Regions from separate parts of the Ovis aries genome. Here region 2 is linked to region 1. Evidence: chromatin contacts called from public Hi-C data. All regions are on one chromosome and are shown on one strand. Each heading gives the region's core, a stretch centred on a gene start, on an enhancer-like site or on the middle of the called end of the contact. The rest is flanking DNA. Distances are from core to core; before and after follow the strand shown. Region 1 holds the start of BIRC2 (baculoviral IAP repeat containing 2). Region 2 has its middle 16 kb from the start of BIRC3.

Region 1 (6,827 bases), core at 2,022-4,521:
TGATTTCTTTTAGGATGGACTGGCTGGATCTCCTTGCTGTCCAAGGGACTCTTAAGACTCTTCTCCAATTCCACAGTTCAAAAGCACCAGTTCTTCGGCACTCAAGTTTCTTTATAGTCCAGCTCTCACATCCATACATGACTACCGGAGAAACCATAGCTTTGACTAGATGGACCTTTGTTGGCAAAGTAACATCTCTGCTTTTTAGTATGCTATGTGGTCATAACTTTTCTTCCAAGGAGCAAGCGTTTTTTTAATTTCATGGCTGCAGTGATTTTGGAGCCCCCCCCCCCCAAATAAAGTCTATTCAATGGAAAGTACTCTGAGGTCTACTCAAGAAAGACAAAGAAGTTCTTCTCCCTCTTTCATTTTTCCTTTGATTATAAAACTCTAGCCCAGTAAGATCCTGGGGCATGGCACCCCCTTGCCTGCCTGCTTGTAAGCCTCACAAGCATGTTATTCTAATAAATCACCTTTTAGCTATCACTTTGCCTCTCACTGAATTCTGCACTGAGACACAGAGCCCCTGATATGACATCAAATGGTTTCACAACTGAATAACAGTACCACAGACAGTTAGATTATGGTCTTAAATATCATTTCCCACTGAAGGAAACAAAGCACTTTGAATAAATGGCTTGTTATAATTACTGGGTAAGAGATGTACAAAGCCAGTATTGAAAGCAATCAAAGACTACCAGGGCCATTTCTAAAGGACTCAGGAATGACTTCCCTGGTGGGAAGTGGCTAAGACTCTATGCTGTCAAGGCAGGGGCCTGGGTTCGCTACAACTAAAGGTCCTGCATGCTGCAACAAATATCGAAGATTCTGTGAGCCAAAAGTAAGACTCAGCACAGTCAAATAAATAATTAAAATATACACATAAATTTTTAAAAAAGGACTCAAAAGCCAACATAAATAAGCTCCCATTGGACTATTGAGAATAAGTGCAAAGGATTATAACTCACAAAGTGTTAAAATCCCTAGATTCATATAAATAGCTGTTCCCTTTAGGGTTTTTACCCATTAGAACTTTTTTTTTTTAAACAGTTTAGGTCACCATTTAATTTTATTTTTCATTAGCGTAACCACTCATTATTATTTATTGACCAGTTAAGTCCTTTTCTCAATGATATGTAATATAATACCAACGTCAGGTTCATATATATATTTCTAGGCACTGTATCTTGTTCCTTTATTTGTCCATCCTTGTGCTAACTCAGTACTATCTTAATTACTATGACTTTACTGTATAACTCATTATCTCATGGATAAGTCCCTTCAATCTTATATTCTTCACAATTGTCTTGGATCCTGTAAATATGTTGTTGACATATATGTGAAAACTATTAGGATAGCAACCTCAGTAGAAATACACACCTTATTTTAAAAAAGCACCAGCAATTCTACACTGTAAATATTAAAAAGATTAACTGAGTAAGTGGGCAACAATAAATTTAACATTCAACTACAAGGTTATACTGGAGAAGACAATGGCAACTCACTCCAGTATTCTTTCCTAGAGAATCTGAGGAACAGGGGAGCCTGGTGGGCGGCTGTCTATGGGGTCGCACAGAGCCGGACATGACTGAAGTGACTTAGCAGCAGCAGCACAAGGTTATACATGGTTAAAGTTACAGTTATTATACCTGAATGTTATTACACAGGTTTTTTTTTTGGAAATGTCTATGGACTTTCAGTTTTTGAAATACGAATTTTCCCTTATACTGTTTTGGTTAGGACAAGAATTGAAAATGAGAAATAGTCTTGAATCCAGAATGAACAGTTCTTGCTATATTTATTTTCCCACACATAAAAAGAAAGTTGGGTAACTTTCAGAGAAATTGTAACTTGAACTAAATACTGAACTCATGTGCATATTTCGAAGTTTTTAGTCATTGGGAGTCACGGCATTTCTTTTCTCTGTATCACAATCTGTTATGAATACTTTCTTTTTACTACTAACACTTGAACAGAAGCCTTGCTGTTCTGTGATTGACTGGCAGGCAGAAATGACAGGGACAGGAAATGGGAAATGGTTCAGGGTTTTGGAATTCCCCCGGCTGCCTAATTAAGTAGCTTATTTGGAAGTTTTTGAAATATTTGCCCCCCCTGGGGTTCCCCTGAGAGAAGAAATCATCTGATATCATTCACAAAGAGAGTCTTCACAAAACATAAACTAAAAAATTCCCTTGCTGCAATATAGCAAATATTTACTGTATGCCACTGTGTTCACACACTGCTAGAGAGGGGAGCAAACCAAGATTTTGTTATTTACGATTTTTGTTTATCATTTAACTATACCAACATGTCACTTAACTATATAAACGTCATTGATAAAGGCTCCTCTGTGGTTCCTTCACGACTAACATATACATGCGTATGAATGTACCCACTCATTGGAAAAGACCCTGCCTGATCTTAGGGTTGAGGGCAGAAGAAAAGCGCCACAGAGGATGAGACGGTTGGGTAGCATCACCAACTCAATGGACATGAACTTGGGCAAACTCTGCGGAGATGGTGAGGGACAGGCAGGCCTGCTGTGTTACAGTCCATAGGGTTGCGAAGAATCAGACACGAATGGCGACCATATGAATGTATACATTCCATTCTAGCCACATTCAGATTAAAAAAAGGAGTGAGGCCTAGTCTGAAACGTGGTTCCTGTTGCTCGTGATGACTTTCTGAAATTAGAACATTTTCGTCAGTTATTCCGCCTCCAGGACAGAAAAACAAATGTTTAAAAATAAAAGATACAGTGTCTGATTATAAAATTTATTCTCTGATGCTGTTCTGCCGTCCAACACTTTTTTTCCATTTCCACGGCCAGCTGTCGAAGGTTGACGTTACGCAGCCGCTGAGACCGTTACAACTATTCATTTAATGGAAGCCCAAACGCCGGCAGGTTGCCTCCACCCCGGGACGTGGTCACCCGCGCTGACGCGACCCCGAACGCGCGACGCCGGGGAGAGGCGCTTCGCCGGAACGGGGGCGTTTCTGCAGGGCTTCCCGCGGCTCGCGCTTCGTCACGTGCCCTTCAGGAGAAGGTCAGGAACGGCGAGGGAAAGAAACGTCAAAAGTGCCCACGCCGCGAGATGAAAGGTCCGATTACCAAGCTGAGGCCCGGCTCGTAGCCCCCGCCAGCTGACCTATGGCCGCGCCCTCCCGCCCGCGCGCACTCCCCGAGCCGCGCCAGACCCGCACTTCCGCCCTCAGCCACCCCGGCGCCCTCGGGCTGCGTGACGTGATCCCGGCCGGCGCGCTGACGTCAGCGGGCGTCGGCGTGGGCCTCGCGCGGGCGGGGAGCCTGTGGCGCGCTGGAGCCCAGGCACCCGGCCGCCCCCTTCTGCCGGTGTCGTTGTTCAAGGGGCTGAGGAGGCTCCGGGAGGCTAAGCCGTTTCCGCGTTTGCTGCGTCGGCCTCGCGGTGAGTGCAGCTCCTTCCGGGCCCTGCGGTGCGAGGCGGCGTGGGGCGCGCGGGCCTGTGGGGCTCGCTTCCCTGCAGCTGCAGTTGGGAGGATTGGGATGACTGGGCCGGGGCCTATCGGCCGGGAGCTGGGGGATCGCGGCGAGCTCTCCGGTCTCCTCTCGCAGATTCTGTTTCATTCGGAAGCCCCAACTCCAAAAGTTGCAGTCGAAAGTAAATTTTTTAAATTGACCTGTTGGCAAGCCTCCGCTGGCCGCCGCCCACTTTTGTGGCCGTTGGACTCAGCCCAAGATGTTGGTCAAGCTTCTGCAGGGTTTTAAACTTAGCCCTCGGTGGTGTTTTGTTTAGAAGGAGAACAGTCTGTGGGAGCGGGGTCTCCTGTTTTAGATCGCTCCAGCCGCGCTCTGCCACTTTCGTGGTCCACTGTGTTGTGAGAAATAGCGCTGGGAAATTAAAACTCCGGTTTCCCTTCTTTTCCCTTGCAGTCTGTCTCTCGGCCTCAACCCCCGAAGCCACAAGTTTGCTTTAAGAGGGCAAACCACTGTAGGGTGGCTGTGGACAAAAGTCTTTTAAGACAGAACGCCAAGTTCTGGTGTAACAGAAGCTTTCTTTTCTTTTTTTTTTTTAGTTTTAACTCAAATATTTTATTTATTTTTTAATTTTTATTTTTTTATTTTTTAATTTTAAAATCTTTAATTCTTACATGCGTTCCCAAACATGAACCCCCCTCCCACCTCCCTCCCCATAACATCTCTCTGGGTCATCCCATGCACCAGCCCCAAGCATGCTGCATCCTGCGTCAGACATAGACTGGCGATTCAATTCTTACATGAAAGTATACATGTTAGAATGCCATTCTCCCAAATCATCCCACCCTCTCCCTCTCTCTCTGAGTCCAAAAGTCCGTTATACACATCTGTGTCTTTTTTCCTGTCTCTTGCAAGGGGTCGCATTCCCAAGGCCAGTGTTTCACAGAGCCGTTGTGGGGTGTGTTGTTTTTGAGCTACTTTCTGTGGCTGCTCCTTTGGATTGTAAGGGCGTTGTAGGGCGTTGTAGAGTTAAAGGGTCATCATGTATTAATGAGTTCCTGACACATTTTACTCTCACTGGTGAGTTTTCCGAGTTCTGGAGAAACTTGGTATTAAAGAATAAAGAACATTGTGAGCGCGCACTCGTGTCCGATTCTTTGCGACCCCAGAGGCTGTAGCCCGCTAAGCTGCTCTGTCCATGGAATTTTCCAGGCAATACTGGAATGGGTTGTGTGTATTAAATCGTCTAAATAACTGCTGCACTGTTGCTGATGGGTGCCCTCTCTTTCAGCACTAGTGCCCCTTTGCCTCTAGCAAACTGCCAGAGATATTACCCTTAAAGTATGTATTAAAGTTGTCACCAGAGGAAGAGAGGAGACCAAGAACAAAATAGGTTTCTGTGTCCATCTTTCTTCAAAGTTGTACGTTAAAAGAAATGCATATTTAATGCTATTGGCAATATATTGCATTTATTTTGATAAAGAGATTTTCTAATTAGTTTTGGTGACAAATTGCTGAAATTTAAGATGTATTATCTAAAGTAAATCACTTTTAGAATTTATTGAATAAGTTGAAAGAAATATATAAATTGTATTCACGGTGAAAATGCAGTTTTCTAAAATAGCCTTTGTTTTTCCTTTTCAGATTTACAGCCCTGAAGATCTACGTTTTTCCCCCTTATTTTTTCCCCTGCAGTAATAAATCCCATTATGGACACCCAGAAACTTTATAAAGGGATATAGTTTGAATTCTGCAGAGTGTAATTTTGTGTATGACTTATACTTTTAAAATATGAAGGGTTTTCAGAAACAAGGCTGCTGCTGCTAGTAGAATTAGTGGCATATTATGCATGAGCAGTGTTGGTGGTAGAGTATCTTGTTAGGCATTTGTGATAATACTAGAACAGTCAAGCTGTATCTTGATAAACTTGATTTACCTTTAAATACAAAATGAGTGATATTATAAGTGCATGATTCTTAAATGAAAGACAAGTTATGTAAAAAGGTTCTGCTGTAGAAACTTTATGGTTAACTAGTTAAGTTTATGGAGACAATACCTTCAGTTGACCAAATATAATAAAGTGGTATGCAAAGTTAGGAAGAAAGACAACATAATATTAATGCTGCAGAAAATGAAAACAAATATAGACAGTATTAACAAAGATGAGTTAGCAGCTGGTGAGTTTTAACATCGTGCACAGTATAACAGATTTAGGTTCAGCAATGCTTGTAGGTGTTGACATCCTCCAAAATTGTTAACTGAAGCTACTTTAACTTTCTTAAGTAAATACTATGATGATAAGCTATGTGAAATTAGCCTTTAGATAATGTGACCATATGAAGACTTATTGTTTACTAGAATAAAAGATTTTTTTATAAAAAATATATTAAAGTGCTTGGAGGGAAAGAAGTCTGCATATAGTTTTTTTCTCTTGTAGGATGGCCATTAATTGGCTTGATATCCAGGCTTTGTAATTTGTAACCAAAAGCAAATAAAAGGCATAAGTATTGTGTCTTTGTTTAGAATTTTGGGAATATAAACTTCCTTGAAAAATCAAGGAGTGTTAACATATTTTCAAAAGTGTCTCAACTTCTTTCAGTCTGTTTAGTATTATACCAAATAGTGAACAGAGATAGCACTTGAGTTAATATAGTCCTAAAGAGTATTAAATAGTATTTTGATAATATAGGAGAGAGAGTCATCCTACCTGAGTGTAAATTCAGATGTAAATCCAGTAAAGAAGGTGTAGTGAATTTTATGTAAGTAGGAGCCCATCATTTGATTCTTTTTTATGGTAAAAAAAAAAATCTAATGTGAAGAGAAGAAAAATTTCATGTAAAGGATTTTTGCTGTCAAAAAGTAAAAATCACTCATGCACAAAACTACCTCCCAAAGACTTGTCCTGGATCCCTCGTATCGAAAAATTAAGAGTGTGATGGAAGATAGCACAGTCTTGTCAAATTGGACAAGTGGCAACAAACAAAAAATGACATACGACTTTTCATGTGAGCTCTACCGAATGTCTACATATTCAACTTTCCCCACCGGTGTTCCTGTCTCAGAAAGGAGTCTTGCTCGTGCTGGTTTTTATTATACTGGTGTGAATGACAAGGTCAAATGCTTCTGTTGTGGCCTGATGCTGGATAACTGGAAACAAGGAGACAATCCTATTGAGAAGCATAAACAACTGTATCCGAGCTGTAGCTTTGTTCAGAATCTAGTTTCTGTTACTAGTCTGGAATCCACTTCTAAGAATGCTTCTTCTCCAATGAGAAACAGTTTTACTCACTCATTATCACCCACTTTGGAACATGGTAGATCATTCAGTGGTTCTTATTCCAACCTTTCACCAAACCCTATTAATTCTCGAGCA
Region 2 (6,827 bases), core at 1,307-3,806, 66 kb before region 1:
GATTCAAAATATCATTTAAAGGATTTAATGATAGAAAAGCATCGAAAATAACTCTCCAAAATGATGATTGCATCTGGATGACATGATTATTCGCTATTATATTTTGGTGGTGTGATCTTGGGAAACCAGTGTAACTACCCTGTGCCTCTCAGTCTCATCAGTAACAAACAGAGGCGATGCTACTCCATGGTGATCCGTATGAAGCCCTTAGAAGAGTGTTGAGCACACAGTACATACGCAACATATGTCAGCTGTCATCATCGTTATCCTACCTGTTCATAGTTTATAATTTTATGAGTACAAACGTATTAGCGTTATAATCAGAAAAGACAATAAATTTTTAAAAAGATGATTCACATGGGGGAGGAGGGAACTGGATTTAGTCTCAGATGGTAAAGAATCTGCTTGCAAGGCAATAGATCCAGGTTCAGTCCCTGGGTTGGGAAGATCCCTGGAGAAGGAAATGGCAACCCTCTTTAGTATTCTTGCCTGGAGAATGCCATGGATAGAGGAGCCTGGTGGGCTACAGTCTATAGGTTTGCAAAGAGTTGGACCTGACTGAATGACTAACACTTTCATGCTACGTATAGTAAGTCAGCTCCCCTTTACCCAGAAAGTTTAGTGGCCAGATCTTTTTAATGCCTAATTTTCAGAATATTCTAAACAAGAATTCACTTAGCATTTATGGATTAAGCCTAACACTACATTTCTTGGTGTCAATCCATGCTGTAAAAATTAAACATTATTAAGTCTGGCAAATAATAAGAGCTCAAAATTTGCTGCAGGTGTAACAGAAGGCAATTAAAAAAATCATATTGACCATTTATCCCACAGCTCTTGGTACATAAGGAATTGTTTTTGTTTGGAACAAAGACACTTAGGTAAATGTTTGGGTAAATGGTGAGTGTCCATTGGATCAATACTTTATAGAACAAAGGAATTTGGTGCTTTTCAGTGTAGAGGAAAGATGGGTGAGGGGAGAAGTTGAGGGCAGGAGAAGAGACGAGGGAAAGAGTGAAGGGAAGAGTGAGGAAGGTGAAGAGAAATGAGGGAGGTAGGAGGAAAAGGCTGGATGGAGGGCTGGTGGAAGTGTGTCTCACGGGACCTCACGAAAGCTGTTCTGGGCAGTCGGTGACAGGGTGGACCCCAGTGATTCTGTAAAGACTGTGTACTTTGGGGAGAATGATGAAAAGGATAGGTTCCACCTCTGTGTGATGCTGGTTGGACAGAGAGGGCATGTGTACATGCAGGATTTGGGGGGAGGGCGCTGGGGGTATGAAAGCACATGAATTTCCAGAAACTCATAGAAATCTTGAATAACCCTGGGCCATGAAACTTGGGCTCAAGGCAATCTAGATCTCAAGGGAGCAGGTAGCAGCATCCAGATTACATAAAAGTGTGTGTGTGTGTGTGTGTGTGTGTGTGTGTGTGTGTGTGTGTTTGAGAGAGAGACAGAGCATGGGTCCCTGCAAGTGCGAGCTAGAGAGGGAGAGAAATTCACAAATGGGAAGAGAGTTGGGGAATGGAGAGAGAAATCAGTTGCACTTGTGAAAAATTCAACTACAGTTATATCTGAAACCCTGTAGTGGTCACATTACACGCAAATATAGCCTTTCTTCCGGTTTCCTCCCTGCTTCCGATTAGCAGCTGAATGTGTTGCCCAATATTCCAGACCAGCAGATATCGCTCAAGTCATGGGAAACTCAGTGCTTTTGGGGGAAGTCCTTTCCATTTAGAAAAACACTTGTGGTTACTAAGTTCTTTGTATTAAGCTGACATTTTCATTCATTCATTCATCTAACAAATACGTATGAAGTGTGTTCTGTGTGCCAAGCATTGGTCTGTGTACTGGGGGGGAGGGTGTGGGGCAGACAAGCTGCGGGACAGTGCCCAGCAGAAGTGGCAGCAATAACAGCAGCCAGGACCCCTGGCAGGGTCAGAAGCCACAAGGCAGCAATACCAGAGCCATGCCAGCTACTGACGGGATCTTTGTTGGCTCCTGGGAGGAGGGAAGCCACCCAGAAGCTGCCCAGGGGAAGTGATTTGCATGGGTCTAGAATTCCAGCAACTACACTAACTGGAGGCTGCCTTTATCGCATCCCACTTCCCAGAAACTATACAGCCCTCATATTCCGTCCTACATTGGGATGATCAGGTTAACACAGGCTACACTACAAACCACAGCTCTGCAATTCTATTCTTAAGCTATTTTATGCCCAAAGTGGGTCATTTACACTACAAATCTCACCTGCTGAGAGCTGAAGATCTAAGACTATTTTGATTTTACAGGTATCAATCCTAGATTTCTGCTGCTTATAAAAATGATGGGCAGTATTTTCAGCCAATCTATTCTTCACTGTATTCACTGTAAATTTGCAAAGAAAAAATTTGAGATCAGGCTCCAAGATATCATTAAAATCTGCAGGGAGGGAAAAATGTCTGTTTGACAAACATCAAGTTGGACTGAACGTCAGATACAAATCAACACCACATATACCCTCATCCAGCCAGATGCTGTTCATTTGCCACAAAGATATAGATTCAGACAACTGCTACAAGTCAGAGCTTATCAAAACAGGAAGTGGGCGTGCCAGGCCCAGATCTTTCCTTATGATTGCAGACTCTCTCATGGTGAGCACTTCTTCATTTTCTTAAAGCTTACACACCACTTTGACTAATTCATAATAGAATTTTGCTTCAGATGGCTATTACATTTATTTACTCTGTCAACTGTCTGCAGAAGTCCCTTCCTTCCCTTTTCTGAAAATTAGAAATCTTAGCTCATTTCCAGTTTGTCCACTATTTTGTGATTTTCAAAAATAATTATATCAATAGTTAAGTAATATGTTCTGCAAGTTTTTAAGGTCATGTGTCTGAAACAAGAAACAAGAATTATTCAGAGTGGCTACTTGCTTTCTATAGCCTCCTCACTATGTTGACCTCTGTTTTCTTCTTACTAACGTTTAGACCATCTTATTCCCTCCTCCCTCCATGGGATTCAGACTGGGAGAAATATTCACCAAGTAGCTGCTGCCAGAGAATGGGACCAAAAGCTGAAGCATAAACTTGATTGTCCAATTTAGATGAGTGCAGTGAGGGGCTGTGAGATGCAGGCAAGCTAATTAACGTCCATCAGGAGAGACAGAGTCTAAGGCAGAGCAAATAGAGGGTCACAGCTGGGGTTCAGAAGCAAGTCAGGCCTGGAATTCCCTGGCAGTCCGGTGGTCAGGATCTGGCATTTTCACTGCTGTGGGCCTGACTTCAATTCCTGGTAGGGGAAATAAGATTCTGCAAGCCGTGGGGCTCTGCCAAAAAAATAAAAATAAATAAAAGCAGGCCAGGACCAAGCAAGTATGGTGTAAATTTGTAGGGTCAAATTTAGTGGGCACTAACCACGTGGGCTCCTGAGCATTTGAAATGTCCACTGCGGAACTAGATTGTTAATTTCAGTTTAATTTAAACTCATTTATTTTAGAATTTAAAAACTGAACCAAAGTAAAAATGTTCTCATTAAGTACAACCCCATTGTTCTGAGAGGACTATGTTTCACTTTAACAAATCATGTAAGATGTTTTTGTGATACTCGAGTGTGCCTCGAGTGGGCCTATGTTTACACATCAGCAATCTACTTGGTATAAACAAAATTATTTAAGTGATTTTTCCTACACAATGATGTAACATTGCAACAAGATTATTGGATGTTTATGCAGAGAACAAGTTACAGTGATAGTTATGAAAATAGTAATCAAATGGAAATACTTATAATTTTAATTAAAACAATTATGCTTTTGTTCTTATTCTAAAGTTAAGTGTAAACAAAATTTTAAGTTTAAAATTAGGGCATACTAGTGATGTAGATGGAGAAGGCAATGGCACCCCACTCCAGTACTCTTGCCTGGAAAATCCCATGGACAGAGGAGCCTGGTAGGCTGTAGTGCATGGGATCACTAAGAGTTGGACACAACTGAGCGACTTGACTTTCACGTTTCACTTTCACGCATTGGAGAAGGAAATGGCAACCCACTCCAGTGTTCTTGCCTGGAGAATCCCAGGGACGGGGGAGCCAGGTGGGCTGCCGTCTATGGGGTCTCACAGAGTTGGACACGACTGAAGTGACTTAGCAGCAGTTAGCACTGATGTAGAATCAAATGGAGATGGAGAAGCCAGTCGCACAAACAAAGCAATAAAGGAAAAAAAAAAATTGAGAGAAAATGTGTCCCAAATTTCACAAAGCACGGTAATTGCAGATTTTGGGGTTAAACAAAATGAAAAAGCTATTTGCTTGATGTGTAAGTTTTCTTTAAGATGATGAAGCGGACAATATTACAGACATTAGCAGAAAAAACATGGTACATTTGATAAGTTTCCTCTAACAGTCAAAAAAATTTGAAAAGAATAGACTAAATTAGTTATCAGAAATCAGAAATGAATATCTGACAAAATTTTTAAAAATTATATTTAATGTGAGCTTATAACTTTAGCTAGATGTTAAATGACTTAGACTCTTGCACAAAAAAGAAACTAATTTTTTAGATGGCAACATGGTAAAAGAAATCCATTTCAGTTATGGAAATATTATAAAATTACTAGGAAAGGAGTAAAAAAAAATCACATTTTACAAAAAACAAAATATCTTCAATAAAGCCACTGAACAATCATCTGTAAGTCACAAGCCCTTTTCAAGAATATCAAAGATCAATTGATTCAGAATTGGAAAGACTGGAAGAACTTTCTTTAATACATTTCAAGTGCTTAGGATGAGTCATGCCTGCTTAATACTTTGGTTATGTTTAGTCTCAGAGGACTTCCAAACTCATGAAGAAGTACTGTCAACTCATAGTCTAAAAAGTCAAACTCATGGCATAGATATATTTGAACTTTTTATGACTGTCAAAGAATTTCAACTAAATATGAAAAAAAATTGGTTTCTATATGATACAGGTGCTTCAGCTGTTACATTAAAAATCTGGATTTATAAGAATTTTGAAAGAATAGACTGATGAGAGTCCCTTTGGACTACAAGGAGATCAAACCAGTCAATCCTCAAGGAAATCATGGCCTGAATATTCATTGGAAGGACTGATGCTGATGCTCCAATACTTTGGCCACCTAATGTGAAAAGCAGACTCATTGGAAAAGACCCTGATGCTGGGAAAGATTGAGGGCAAAAGGAGAAGGAGGCAAAAGAGGATGAGATGGTTGGATGGCATCACTGACTCGATGGACATGAGTTTGAGCAAACTCAGGGAGATAGTGAAGGACATAGAAGCCTGGTATGCTGCAGTTCATGGGGTTGCAAAGAGTCAGACATGACTTAGTGACTGAACAACAACTATGTTGTTAACTCCAATTCAAGATTTTCTTGAAACAAAAGAATATTTGCCAAATTTTCAGTAATGAAAGACAAAACTTGGCAGTTATGAGTTATGTTTTCTCAGTCATATCACACTGCATATGAACAAGCAGAACTTGAAGCTCCAAAGAACAGAACAGCTTATTTGTAACCTAGATCTATAGATATGAGAATTAATGTTGATACTGAAATGTTTCATAATACTAGTCAATAATGATTTTATACATTTTTATAATATAAATTCATATGCAGAATATTTTAATTATAACTGAAAGTGTTATGTAAATTGGCTGATAGAAATACAAAAATTGAAAACACTTTGTTGCTAATGTTTAATTTAGTTTCTTTCCTTCCTTCCCCTCCCAACTTTGTTGAGATATAATGAACATATAACATTGTATGAGTTTAATGTGTACACTGTGATTACCACAATAAGGTTAGTTAACACATCTATCACTTGACATAAATAACTTATTTTTGAGGGTTTGTTGTTGAGAACATTGAAGATCCCATCTCTTAGCAACTTTCAACTATACAATACAGTATTATTGATTATAGTCACCACACATCAGATCCTCAGAACTTGTTCATTTTATAACTGGAGGTTTGTACAGTTTGGCCAACAGAGTTGCTTTCAATTTATGCAATTCTCCTTTGAATTTGAAGTTAACTTTAATTGTCTTGTTAGTGAATTTACTAAACTTGACATAAATTTGAAATTGATATGCTTTTAAGGATGCTGAACCTTACAGTTTGTTTTATTGCATAATATTTGCATAAGAAAAAGTATTGAAAATTCTAAGATATCCTACAACCATCAATCAGCTAATTATTAATTCTACACTAAAGCTAGGCAGACATATAATCTTAAATTTAAAAGCTAGTTTCAAAAAAAAGTAGACAAAAATTTAACATGATGCACTTTTCAATATGGCTATATTTGTAGTTTCATGTTAATAAGCGTTTCAAATGTACTGCTGGAAAGTTGCTTTTCGTACTGTGAATATTGCTAGGGTAATATCAGATTATAAGCTGTAAAAACTAATTACTTTTATGGAATGATAAAGCTAACATTGTGATAATCAGTTTTCAATTCACATGCGAATTAAGTTGATGTAATAGTAATAATCTAAATAACCTTCTTATAACCAACAAAATTCTACTGAATTCAAGTTATACATGTTGCATGATCAGATCTCCGAGTAGAACTAAATAGTGAGACCTGGAAACATTCAGGCTGGTGTTAAGAACCTGTGCTTGCAGCGGACACTGTCTTAGGAACCTTGTCTTTTGAGCACACTGTGCTTGAAAACTTACAGGTCAGCATTCAGCTCTTTCCTGTTCTCTGACCATATAAACCAAGCATCTCTCATAACCTCTCTTCATCGATGGCTTCAGGTCTGTTGATCTTATTCCCAAGAATCAGTATAAATGCATTAGAAGTGGTTTCAACTGTCATTAGCAAATCGAGTTC

What was found. A called contact is a pair of places that touch in the nucleus more often than the background predicts.
Region 2: a Hi-C map of liver shows a contact between it and region 1, with 2.8 times the contacts expected there. The contact joins the enhancer-like site here to the promoter of BIRC2 in region 1. A contact is called at or near these places in 7 of 16 Hi-C or Micro-C datasets (blood, liver, muscle and 2 more).

What each region holds. Positions count from the first base shown.
Region 1 is chr15:6,043,130-6,049,956 of ARS-UI_Ramb_v3.0, reverse strand. It overlaps BIRC2 (baculoviral IAP repeat containing 2), which reads left to right and starts at 3,271. Exons shown (of 8, transcript XM_012095319.5): 1 at 3,271-3,425; 2 at 5,099-6,827. The coding sequence starts at 6,327.
Region 2 is chr15:6,108,325-6,115,151 of ARS-UI_Ramb_v3.0, reverse strand. It overlaps the pseudogene LOC101121372. Among named protein-coding and RNA genes, the nearest start is that of BIRC3, 16 kb to the right of the region's middle. Within about 2 kb of position 2,556, at least 9 of the 54 cell types and tissues checked have an H3K27ac peak or open chromatin away from gene starts, as enhancers often do. A contact at or near this core is called in liver, where this site is marked.